Linked DNA regions of Oryctolagus cuniculus: region 1 is linked to region 2. Evidence: chromatin contacts called from public Micro-C data. All regions are on one chromosome and are shown on one strand. The core of a region is the stretch at or near the end of the contact, and the rest is flanking DNA. Distances in the headings are between cores, read along the strand shown. Region 1 overlaps CRADD (CASP2 and RIPK1 domain containing adaptor with death domain). Region 2 has its middle 41 kb from the start of SOCS2.

The links. A called contact is a pair of places that touch in the nucleus more often than the background predicts.
Region 1: a contact with region 2 is called in a Micro-C map of ear pinna, with 3 times the contacts expected there. The contact joins two enhancer-like sites. A contact is called at or near these places in 3 of 6 Hi-C or Micro-C datasets (ear pinna, psoas muscle and an unstated tissue).

Annotation. Positions count from the first base shown.
Region 1 is chr11:96,704,898-96,711,517 of mOryCun1.1, reverse strand. All of the region lies in intron 4 of CRADD (CASP2 and RIPK1 domain containing adaptor with death domain), which reads right to left. Among named protein-coding and RNA genes, the nearest start is that of CRADD, 110 kb to the right of the region's middle. Within about 2 kb of position 4,642, at least 7 of the 8 cell types and tissues checked have an H3K27ac peak or open chromatin away from gene starts, as enhancers often do. A contact at or near this core is called in ear pinna, where this site is marked.
Region 2 is chr11:96,545,904-96,552,531 of mOryCun1.1, reverse strand. No RefSeq gene overlaps it. Among named protein-coding and RNA genes, the nearest start is that of SOCS2, 41 kb to the right of the region's middle. Within about 2 kb of position 2,946, at least 5 of the 8 cell types and tissues checked have an H3K27ac peak or open chromatin away from gene starts, as enhancers often do. A contact at or near this core is called in ear pinna, where this site is marked.

The DNA.
Region 1 (6,620 bases), core at 3,393-5,892, 160 kb before region 2:
TCACCAGTGCCACCTGACCAGTCGCCCCTCCCCGCCTCGGCCTGTCCTGGAGGGCTCTGACTGGGGCCCAGGGAAACACTGCCCCTCCTGCTGCCCTGCCCCAACATACTGACGGCTTATTTATTTACCTAATCAGAATTCAATACATTTTTTCCATGAAATAACAATACAGTGTGGCTAGGGTTTATAGTACCAGTAGCCTTTTTATTTAAAAAAGAAAATGAAACAAAAAATAAGTATAATCGAGATCCACTAATCTGAAACCCAAAAGCTCTGAAAATAAGACTTTTTTTTTCATAACTCATTTGGCAGCAAAACCTGACCTGACCTGAACTCATCTGGCCCGTATTCATTGGGTAAGAAAACCTGACCTGAACTAACGGGAGGCTATTGATAGTTCTTATTTACCCCCACGGAGTGTGAATATTCATCAGCTTCACTTCAGAAATATTAATGTGTTTGATTATAGGATTCCACTCCAGACCACACTACAGTGCTCTGTAATAACCGGTATAGACACAATATTATTTCTTAAAAAAAATTCAGCAAAATCTGCCCTCAAAGGTTTTGAATACAGAATTGTAGACCTGTCTTTATTCAGATTTAACCTCTCTGAACCTTGGGTTCATTGCAAGTCTGAAATTAGATGGTAGACAACATGCTTCTTTGGGAAAATATATTGTTCGATTCAAACAAGCAACTTAAAAATGAACTTTTGGAATACCACTAATTCCCAGGTTGGGAACTAACGATATGAAAGTATACAAGAAAGAAAAATTCTTCATGATCAAATGTTTCCATTTTGGAAAAAAAAAAAAAAAAAGATCAGGTTCAGCTAAGCATGCCCACAGGATCTGTGGGGAAGTCTGCAGCTTCCGGAAAGAACAGCTACCGTTAGAGCTCTCTGCACCAAGGAGCATGCTGGAATACTACAACATCGACCAAGGAGAAGAGGGGTAACACTAGGAATCCCCTGAGCTGCTTCCACGCTGTCACACTGTTCACTTGTATTTCTGCCAAAGTTCAAAGTTAACCTTTCCAGCTGAAGAAAAGCTTCAAATGGCTCCTTCTCAGCACGAGGGAAAAATCCCAACCTTCTTACAGTCACCATACAAATGTGATGAGTGCTACAGCTGATTCATTTTCTCCCATTTTGTTGTGGCTGCTAGGAAATCCAGAGCCAAGTGGACAGCCTATCTCCAGCACCTGTGTAGAGTTTGATCCCACATATTCTTTGCCCTAACCCCACTCCTCCCAGCCTTGTTATTTTTCTTCAAGTCTTGTTTTCCTTTTGCTCTAATTTCTTCATCTATTTATTTTAGGGGGAGGGGAGGATATATGTCTTGTAAATTTGCTTAATATCCTTTTATAATAAGGTGGAGCAAGGATAAATAGACAAATAAGTAATTGTGCACTTAATAATACACTGGCATGGGTCCATTAACTTCCAGCTGTAAACACTTCAGCAATAACAGAACTCTAAATCATTCTACTTGATTAATTACGCAGATGCTGAGCCATAATTAAAACTTTCTATACCAAAATGTCCATGACAAGCATTCATGAAAATCATCATAAATCAAGGGCAGCAAAAGAAGTGCCTCTGCTACACTGTGTGTTTCAAATACACAGTCACCGGAGACATACAGCAAAAATGTGGCCAGTACACTGCCGTGAGGGCTCACGGGGTAGCAGGTTCAAGTCTCAGCACACCTGCAGCCTAAGCGCCCACCTCATAGCTCCAGACCACTGGTCACTTCCCCATAGCACCACTCCCGAGCACAGCCTTTAGAGATCCCCATTTCTCTCCTTCTACTTGGCCTCCTACTTGCTGGAGTTACTAAGTAACGGGAGAGTCATTGAAAGGATATGGGGAAGTCCTTGAGAGTTTTCATAAAACTCCCCCTAAGAGCCAAATACTCCTGCTGCTTTCTGTTCTACCCTCACATTTGTTGAGCACCCTTTTATGCCCCTTTCAGTTGTTCTAAAACTCTGGAATTTTCCCATATACAATTCATACTTCTGAATGAGTGTCAGCTAAATTTTCTGAAAGTGAAACATTAGAACTTAGGTAACAAATGGTAGTCAAGATTCATAAATAGTAAATTAGAATATACACACAGATCTGCTTTCTGTTCCCTCTATCTAAAACAAGGTGGAAGAACCATGCAGCTTTACAAGAAGTAACGAGAATGTTTACAGGTGGCCTCCAACTACAAAGTTGCCAGTACATTAAAAAAAAATTCTAATAATTCTAATAATCAGCTAGGTCAGGGAATCTGGGGTCTTACCCAATTTGGATTCTAGTGGAATTAGTTTTCAATATATCAAAAACTCTCTAAGGCTAAAATTAGAGTGCAGAGGAAAGGCATTCTTTTTTGTTTTTAAGATTTATTTGAAGGCAGAGTTACAGAGAGGAGAGACAGAACTCATCCATCCATAGTTGAATTATCTTTGAATATATATATTAAAAAAAACTCCCCAAGACTAAAATCAGAAAAGAATCCTTTTAAAGAACATTATATATATATTTATATATATATAAACTTTGGCACTATAAACTGACTTCCACCTGATACAATTCTATTATGTGACACCAAAAACAATGCAAGAAGATTGGGGAAAATGTTGCAAAATGGAAGTTTGAGATTAAATAATAACAATTTATTGTGAATGTTTATTATTTTATTAAGCTTTGAAAAATGATTTATAGGTACCATTTGTATTACCTGAGTTTTTAATTTTAATGGTACCTTACAAAATTATGAGAGTTAAAATGCTTAACAATCTCTTTTAAATGATGAATTATGGCTGTTGCCATCATAGGCAAGCTGTATCTATAGGGGTGTGGTAAGCAGAATTCCAAAGACATCCCCCCTAAAAGTTCCATCCCCTGGTTATTCAATCAAACACTTAACCAAGTACCTCTCAATTGACCAGAGAGATTAACTGGTATTATTCAGGCGGCCCAATATAATCGCAGGAGTCCTTTAAAAGCAGAACAGGGAAACCAGAAGGAGAAGGTAGGGAGACTTGAAGGGAATTCCACATGCTGCTGCTAGCTTTAAAGAGGAGGGGGCAGCCCTGCCAGACAGCCTAGGCTAACAGCTAGCTAGCAAGGAAAACGGGAACCCGCACCCCATCCAACAACCAGGAGAAATGAGATTCTGCCAAGGAGTCTACAAGATGGTCTCCAAAGACCTTTGCATAAAAGTCTAGGCCTTCTGCTGCTGCTTCATGAGGCCCAAGCACGCAGCCCAGAAAAGCCATATTGTGCCGAAATTTCTGAACCACAGAAACAGCGAGAAAATAAATGGATACTGTCCTATGCCGTTAAGTTTGTGGTAACTTACTATGGCAGCAATATAAAACTAATAACGAGGACTAAGGCAACAAAGAACCAAAAACGAGCACTTACGAATCTGTTAAACTCATTTATCTTTAATGATTTTAGCTACAGTACAATAAGTTACATAGAAACTAAAAAACAAAACAAAAAAAACCTACCTTAGCTGATGAGGATTAGTGTGAAATCATCAAAGTTTTTAAAATTAAAAAATGTTGCTAACATTTTATTGCATAATCTCAAGCAGTACCTTAAAATCAGCAATTTTGACATTGTTTCTATGCTATTCAAAAGAAAATTCATAAAATATAAAGCCAGAATTTGGAGCCCTAAATGTAGTTATCAGTCCCTTAATCCAAGAACACGTTCGTCTTATGGTCTTCAAATATGTAAGCCCTCATCACAATATAGGCGTTATTTCAGGTGTTTTTGTTTTTAAGGGAAGACAAGAACGATTACAGAGAAGTCAATTTTATATAAAGAAAAACATTCTAACAATTGGAGCTCATCAGCAAAGGAATTGGCTGCCTCAAAAATAAAAAACTGCCTGAAATATTAGAGCCGGGATTCCTAGAACTCCGTGGAACACCGGGTCTGAAGGACCTCCACACTCCAGACCACCGTCAGCTTCAGATCGCGGGCAGTTCTGGCTCTAGCAGACAAGGGACAAGGAGGTCTCTCTTCCTCTGAAGGCCCCGGGGAGCTCCTGTCACTTCGGCCTCAGGTAGCAAGGACAGTTCTTGGCAAGACCGATGACTAGCACTAAAGGAATGGCATACCCTATTCTAAAACGAAACTATTTTATAAGGGCCGACTTTTATCTTTAATTCTTCTGCAGAATTCCTTTTCAAAAGGCAAGTTCCGTGTCGCCTAGCAGTCTGCGATGGCAGCTGAGACCCGGGAGAGAGGCCTGGCCCGCCAGGGACTTCTGGCCCGTTCAGGATCTGGACTCAAACAAACACCTGACTAGCAGGACGGTCTGCAACCCTTCCAAACAAAAATCTACGGAACGGGCTCATCACAAGGGCGCGGGCGACTTCCCAGCAACCTGGCACTGCTGACTGACCGAAGCCGGGCAGCGGGCTGTCGCGGGGAACGCTGTTTTTCCGCGGTATTCTCTTTCCTAAACACAAACGCCAAGTGTTGATGCGAGATTCACGTTTCCTTCAAGTTCACGCTGGGCTGCGTTTGTTTCCTTGAGTTCCCCTGGTTTTGGTGAAGTGAGGACGAGCCAATCACTTCGTATTTACATTTCACGAGAGCCCAACTGGACAAATGAAAATAAACACTCCTTTCGAGCGTACCCCTAGTCGCCCGGTGCGCTCTGCGCCACAGGCGAGGGACACGAGGAGCGGCCGGAGGGACACGAGGAGCGGCCGGACGCCCTTGGGCGCGGGGACGCGGGGCTGTGCGCCCCCGCCGAGCGCTCTGGCTTATCTGCTCCTCGCACAGCGCCACCGCGCACACCAGTTCCTAGAGAAGGGATTCCGAGAAAAAAGAAAGAGCCCGGCTCCCTAGAAACATTAAATTAACACAAGGGATCTGGAAACGAAACAGCAGATGCCTGAAAGCCTCCCCCTTGACAGTTTCCTGCCTTCTTGGAAAATCTTTGCATTAAAATAGATTGGATTACCCGGCTCGGCCAGATGCAGCACAGAACTTCATTTGGGACTGACATGAAAGCAAAGTTTGCCATCTTTTAAGGAGATTTTTCCTTTCCGAGCGGGTTTGAAGAGTACCTTCGTGTTATTGAGACCCGCAAGGAACTGCAGCTGGGGCTCTGGGCAGTACAATACAGAACTTTCCAGCACACTGACTTGCAAATCAGATAACAGAAGTCGAGGAGTGCAAAGAGTTCGGAGGAGAGAAAGGTGTGGCAGAGAATGGCACTAGGAGTTCAGAATGGGAGATTACTGTCTTCCGGAAGAGCCTAGAAAGCACGGTCCAGCACTCATTTCACAGAGGAGAAAAATGTTAATTTTACTTCTAAGCTACTTCACCCATAGCCTTGAGAACACGACAGAATCCAAGCATCTTAAAGCATTTACAGAGTCACAAACAGAAGCAGAAAGGCTCTGTGTAATATTTCATCAGACTCCTCTCTTTCAAAACTCCACGAACGAGCCACCATCGACCCTGGCTGCGAATTAATCACACACTATATAATTTGCAAATTCAAACCAACACTAATAACCTCAGAATAGCGGGCCTTAAGCATAGAGTGTCATCCTAACTTCTGTATTTAAATGATTCTAGTAGCTGAAAATTAGATCCAGAGCTTACTAGGAGGTATCAGGGTTTTACAGAGGAAATAAAAGCTTTTATTGTAGTAAAAACACACCATATTTTACTGTAGTAAAAGCACTGTTCTTGATATTTTGACTTCTTCATTTCATGATAACTTCTATGGAGGGACTCCACAGTCCTTAGCCACCGTCTTACGTGTGTCATGCTTTCTAGTAAACAACACGACAGTCTGCAGTCCTCACAGAGTTGTCACCATTTATCCCAAATTTGGATGTATGAGATGGGGGAGGGGGGAGCAGATTTCAAGATACTCTAAGCAAAAATAAACTCAATAATATCTTTGCCTACGCATGAAAGCAACAAAACTCATCCTAAAGCTACACAGTCCGGCAAAATCCTTTCATCTGTAATAAAGCACATATTCATTCAGCTCCATGAGAATAGCAACCCTAAGTGTTTCTGTTTCAAAAACAGCTCACAGGGGATACTCAAAAACTATCACCCCTCTCTGTCAGATGAGAAAATAAAGGGCAATTTCATAGTAACTTTGGTGCTTTCTAACTTAATTACTGCCCTTAAAGAAAACCCAGTATGATTTTTAAGTGTTTATAAGAAAGCAAAGGAAAATGCTGCAAAAATTATTTGGCTGGCAGGCCACAGAGAAAGCCGGAATTTTTGCAGGACTCACCAAACTACAGAGCTGTTTTAAAACCGAAAGTCAAACAGTTTTTAACAGGTATTATGTGGTTTATACAACAAAATTATCAAACATACTTTTTTTATAGATTTATTTTCTAAACTATAACAAGCAGTTATACAGAAAAACAAGTCAACTGCTATATTCTGTAGCAAGAACAAAAAACTAATCATAATCATTTTTTTTAAATCCAGAGAATTTCAAAATCATCATGAGTGATTACATGAAACTCCTATATTTTCAGTTACATCTTGATGTAAACAAAATGGGTTTCAAAGAAATATATTCCACTCCATCTGAAATATATTCCACTCCATCTTATTTTCATGT
Region 2 (6,628 bases), core at 1,697-4,196:
CAGCATACAAGTTCAAATCTTTCCCTTCAGTCCTTGAGTCTGAGCCCCGACAGTCCCTCACCAGCTCCTTTTTTTTGAGTAAACATTCTTTCCAGTAACCTGGGTAAATATGCATTCATAGGAGCAGCCGTCTGAACAGCCGTTCTCTACAATAAATGAACCTCCTATTAGTACCCAAATTATATTACAGAAAGGAGAATAACAAAAGGCATCAGAATATTTCTCCCCATGGAAAACAAAAATGAAAAGTTCCTATTGACCCCATGAGTAAGCTGCTAATTAAAGGACTGATTTGGGAAAGAGTGTCTTCTGAAGTCTTCAAGGACTTTTAAAAAATTAAGAGAGTTTGGCAGTAGAAATTTCCAACGTGAAGGAACATCTTTGTTTCACTTTTAAGCTTTTTTATAGAATACGTAAAGAGCTGCAAAAATGAAAGCATCTTAATATTGCAGGTCAGCATTAGCCAAAACAAGGAAAGGAGATGGAGAGGTAAGCTGAAATGCTCTCTGGATTTCCTATCTGACATTCTCTGTGACTTCCTTAAATTTAAATACAGGATGAGCTTGAAATCATTCATCATCATCAGGATTCAGATGAGCCTAATGTGTATACGCGAAAATGTTTAAAGCACCTGAACTTAGGAACCAATTTATTTTTTCCTTCTTATTTCCAAAACAATTTATTTCCGAATTTCTGAAGCAAATAATACTGCAGGTGCTTCCTGCCGGCTGTGAGGAACGTTCTATTTAGGGCCAACACCAGGGAGCAACACATTTCACCTCCTCTCTCTTCCTGCTGGTTTCTAATGTGTTACTGGAAACCTGGGTTCGATGAGACAGCCTTTACTATGCCTATCAATTTATTTCTGTTATTTCCTCAGCCATACGTCTCTATAAAATAATGGAGCAGTTTCCAAAGCCACAGAAATTCAGACCTTCCATGGGAAACTTACTTTAGTTTGCTTTGGTCTGTTTTTGTTTTTCTTTTTTTCTACCCACCCCCCCTTTCCTAACATCCAAATCCTAGTCTGATATGAACGTGAGTTTTGAGCCTGAAGAAACTCGGTTTTGGAAAAAAAAAAAAAAAAAAAAGCCATTTTCTAGACAAGCAGGTAATTTGGGAACTGAAACCCTTGTCAAAGTTCTGCACTTCCCAAAAAGTTACTTGTAATCTAAAAGGTAATTGAAGGTGCCACTGTGGTCATTTATGCAGCAATTTAATAGCAACTTGAACCAGGAGTTTTTTGAAACTCATGTCTAGCTGTTTGGTTTCCTCTGTCTTGAGTTTTAACTGTAAAAATTTAAACTGAAAATAAGACAATGAAGTGTCTCTGTGGAGGTGGAATGCCCGCAGCACGTGAAGTCATTAGCAGATCAGATACCCGCTTTGGGGACAGGATGCAGACACAGAGTCCAGGGTCGGGTCTCCCCACAGGCAAAGTGAGCTGCCCTCCCGAGCCAGCTTTCAGTTCACAGAAAATCAATTCTGCTGTCGCTATGAAAGGAACATGAAGAGGAGAGAGAGAGAGGAATTAAGGGGACCGTCGGGATAAGAGACAGTGTTGAGAAGGAAGAACCTGTCCCATTGTTGTGTTCCATCCCTGTCTTCTGAACAGAACTCAGCGAAGACAACACACATACAGAAACACCCTAGTGACTCTGCCCCAGGGGGTTCTAGAAGCACTCAGCTGTCTTTGGAGCCACAGTCAAGGCACAAAGCCATGAGCCTGCGCCCGCAGCACTGCAGGTCTCTGGTCCTGCGTGGGAAGAGGGTGTCGGGTCCCGGCAGAACACTGAACCTGAGCACTCCAGAGACATCCTTTCTGGAATAGAAATTTAATTTTCAGGGCATTTTAGTTAGCAAACAAATAAGCTGATCTGATCTGGGTATCGGACATGCTGTTTTAAAAATTAACAGTATTTTCAGGAAAACCCTCAGGTTTTCAATTTGAAATATCCTAACTCACTTGAAGTCTGAAATTATCAATCGGGTGACCTTTCTGTAACGTGATTTGTAAATACCCGGGAAAATGTGAAATGCACACAGCCTTCCACTCCAAAAATGCCACTGTTGGGTTGGAAGTTATCCAACATCTATGTTCACATAAGCACACAGCAGCATTAACCTCAGGACTTGCACTGTGCCAGTGTTTGTAATAGCAGAAAACGGGAGACAAGCGACACGTCCACTGAGAGGACGTAGGTTCCCTCGATGATGGTGCATTCATACCATGGAATACTGTGCAACTGCTGAAAATAAGAGGAAGAGCCGGGTGGTCCCATAAATATATAAAGGGCTACACAAAAAGACCCCAAGTATCAGATCTAAAAAAAAAAAAAAAAAAAAAAGCAAAATGCATAGCAGAAGGTACCGTCCAGTACAATTTGAGAGTGCTTTTGAAAAAAAAGATTCAAATAGATACATTCTCAAAATCCTGGCAGAATAAATAAATAAATAAATAAACGTCTACCCATGGTTACTTCTTTGGGGGATGGGGAGGGTAGGGGTTTGGTCATCTTACTTTCCACGTCGTACCCTTGTGAACTGACTGGGTTTTTGACTACAGCACGTTGGAGAAAAACTGGGGGGAAAAAAAGAGCTCATAAGAAAAGGTGATTATTTACCCTGCGCTAACAAAAACAAGAACGGATGCGCCTGGAGGAGCCTCGCCCCGGCCTCCCAGAAAGCCCGGTGAGGAAGTTAACCCGTTCGGCAGGGGGCAAAGCTGTGAAAGCCAGGCGCGCGCTCGCACTCGTCTGGCGCGCTTCCCAGAGGGAACTCGTTGACGTGGGTCCGCCGGCAAGCGTGTCCTTCTTGCGAGGCCGCCTTACATAAGGTCCTGCGGGAGCCGCCACGGGTCTGGGAGGAGCCGCCACGCCACGGCCGCGCCTGGGCTCCGCGCAGCAGCCCGGCTCCAGACAAAGAGCTCCGGCTGCCGGGCTCGGCGGCGACGTGCGCCCTTGCCTCTGCGCCGCCCGGGCGCACGTCGCCGCCGCCCCGGACGCGGGAGCCAGACCGCGGCCGGACGAAGTTCTCAGGCAGAGAGATCGCGAAGTGTGCGCGCCTCCTCTTCCAGCTCTCTTTGCTTTTTCATTCCCCTTAGCTCATTCCTAGAAATATCTACCCTGGCTAATTCGTTCCTGTTCTTGTATAATAGATGTAAACTCAGGTCAAGTTCAAGTCGCTTCCAGTCTGTCTTGCTAAACCTTGTGGGTGTTTTTTTTTCTTTCCTTTTTTTTTTTTTAACCTCCTGTTGTTAGTTACTATAAAAGATCCTTAGCTGATGCTCCATTAACCTGCTGATGAAATTCACCTCTTCTGAAAAAGCTGGGTTTGAAGGTCTGGAGCTTAAACACTTCTTCCAAATCTAAAATGTCTAAAGCAGTACAATTTTAGAGCACTTTTTAAACTTTTTTTTTTTTTACTTTTGCTCCAAGAGTATTCTGAGACTTAACTGCACGACCAACAAGTAAAAACTTGTTACTCCACCCATTAGCATTAGGGAGAAGCCAGTTCAGTTTAAAGAAGGAACTTCGCATTACCAGGCACTTTCTCTCCCTCTCTCTCTCTCTCTCTCTCTCTCTCTCTCTCTCTCTCTCTCACTTGCTCGGAAATATTTACCATATAAATGCAGAAAAGGACTGTGATTAGCATGTGTGAGCTGGGCAGGAAGCTTTCAACAGTGCCATTCTTCCAGACCCAGTTCTCCCGCGCCAGCCATCTAAAGACAGCAAGAACCGTAAACAGCAATCAAACCTCCAGGTTAACCCCAGAGTCCTGTCTCTGGTTACCAGACCGGGAAATGTTAGAAAAACAATGGGGAAGCGGGGAGATGGGACCTTTTTCTTAAAAAAAAAAAAAAAAAGTGGGAGCTGGTCGTCCATCCACAGCTAAACCTGCGTGTTCCTGTATCGATAACTCTCTCAAGTCCAGAAACTTGCCTGTTTTTGTGAGAGCAGGCACTCTGTCGGCCGGTTCAGCTTTGGCACTCACAGGAGGGGCTGTTAACAGCCCTCAGAAGTGAAGTTCCTTTATTCCTTCTGCTACTTGGGAAAAAGTTTCTTGACAAAGTTCTAATAACATCAAGTTCCTACAAATCAACTTGGAAACATCTTAAATGTGTTTTTCCTAGGAAAAAAAAAAAAGTGCCAGCCATCAATTTTATCTGGTAACATCAAAATACATCAGACCGCAGAACTGTACATTCCTGACCTCACAAGAAGCCTGGCTAGGCGTGTCAGGCAGAGCAAACCCGGGGCTCTGCAGTCTGCAACCTGAGCAGCCATGCTGACATCAGCTGTGTCACCTTGAACACAGTAATGACGGTGTAAGCTGCAAACCCATCTTCTGAGCTTCCGGTTTAAGATCACCTAGGTGCGATGGGTGCTGTGGCACAGCGGTGAAGCCATTGCTTTGAGAGGCCTTTATCCCATATCTGAGTGCTTGGGATGCAGTCCTGCCTCTCTGCTAATGCACACCCTGGGAGGCAGAAGAGGATTCCGCAAGTACTTGGGTCCCTGCTATCCATGTGGGAGACCAAGGTCTAGTTCCTGCTGGCTCCTGACTTCAGCCTGGCCCAGCCTAGTTGTTCAGCATTGAAGGAGCGAATCAGCAGATGAAAGATCTCTCTCAAATAAACTTCCTAAAAAAGTACAAAATAAAAATGTTTACATAGGAGCAGGTGTTTGGTGCAGTAGTTAAGTAGCCACTTGGGATGCTAGCAACCCATATTGGAGTGCCTGGGTTCAAGGTGTACCTGCACTTCGGATTCCAGCTTCCTCCCAGTGTGCAACCTGAAAGTCAGTAGGCGATGGCTCAAGTAGCTGGGTCCTTCTCATGTGGGAAACCTAGATGGAGTTCAGGCTGACTCTTGGCTTTGGCCTGGCCCAGCGCCAGCCATCCCTGGCATTTGGGAAGTGAACCAGCAGAAGAAAGCTCTCTCTACTCTCCACCCCCTTGCCTCTCAAGCAAATTTTTTAAATAATGTTTTTAAAGATGTACTTATTTACTTGAAAAGCAAAGAGAGAGAGAGAGGTAGAAAGAGAGGGAGAGAGAAGTCTTCCATCTGCTGGTTCACTCTCCAAATGGCTGCAAGGGCCAGAGCTGGGCCAATCTAAAGCCAGGAGCCAGGAGCTTCTTCCAGGTCTCCCACATGGGTGCAGGGGCCTGGGGACTTGGGCCATCTTTCGCTGCCTCCCTAGGCCATAGTAGAGAGCTGGATCGGAAGTGGTGCAGCAGTGGTGCACTTATGGGATGCTGGCACTGCAGGCGATGGCTTTACTGGCTGCACCACAGCACCGGACCCTCAAGTAGATTTTTTAAAAAGATGAAAAGAAAGGAAAAGTGTAGGTCTGGCATGTGCAGATGAGATGAACAAAGGATGGCTGTTTCGAGTCTACCTTTCCAGAGCACTGGATTTTTTTAAACCACACTACATGTTGTTCTTGGACAAAAGTGGAAGAGGTGAATACTGATAGCAACAGATAGGAAAGGACAATCATGATAAGCACAGGAAGAATTTGACTCCAGCCAGAAACCTGATGGGGCAGAGGGGTGTGTGCAAACCCCTCCTTCGGTGTAATGCCCCTAATCTATCAGCAAGTTCACTCTCCCCAGCATCTCCCACAGATGCTGCCGCCTCCTCTTCCTCCCCATTACTGCCCCAGGCTGCACGGGACTGCCTTGTCACTCATCTTCTTCAGGTGCATGAATTCTGACCTCCTATGACCCCTTTGGCAGTCTGCAAAGACTTTGAGCCGCTACTCAGAAGAGTGTGCTTAACTCATAAAAACATTAATTAATCAAATGTATCCATAGCCCTAACATCTGCGCGAATTTTGGCTTAGTAAAAAGAACCAAAGGTATTTTAGGTATAACCACCATGATATTAATATCAAAATGCTAGATGTCTATTGGTGATAAGCTCACATCTTCTGCTAATTCTACTGCAATTTGTTGTCTAGATTCCTATTAGAAGGAAACACTTAATTTCAGCTTACGGGATGGTGACAATAGCAATTAACTTTTTTCCTACCCGAGTTCACAGATCCCAGCCATTCTATTCATGGATCCCTTGCAAGTCCAGGGATCAGGTTAAGAAGGGTCATGTCCCTACAGGGCAGGCTCCACAGTGCCACAGAATCTGATACTGTCACCCTCTTGCTTAAGAGCTTTCAATAGCTCCCTTACTTCCCAGGAAAAATACAAACTCTTCTGAAAGGCAAGCAGTCTTTAGTGCTCTGGTTTGTTAGCCAGGCCAACTCATGTTTTAAGTAGCAAGTCAAAAGCTGCCTCTCCTCTGAGGACTGCTCTGATTTCCTGGAGCAGACCGAGGTCTTCTTTCTGGCTTCTTTGATTCTTTGTAAATACAGTGGTCCCTGGGTACCCCTTGAGGACTGGTTCCAGGACCCTCTGCAACTACCACACTCTCCAAATACCGAAGGCCGTGACAGAAAGCAAGCCAGGATTCGCAATGTAGTCTATGACACTCTCTCATGGAGTATGAACCATCTCTACATTACCTACAATACCTAACACAGTGTAGATACGTTGTTGAGAATATGAGAAGAAAAAAAAAATCTGGGCATGTTCAGTACAGATAGAATCTCCAAGATGTTTCTGATCCACT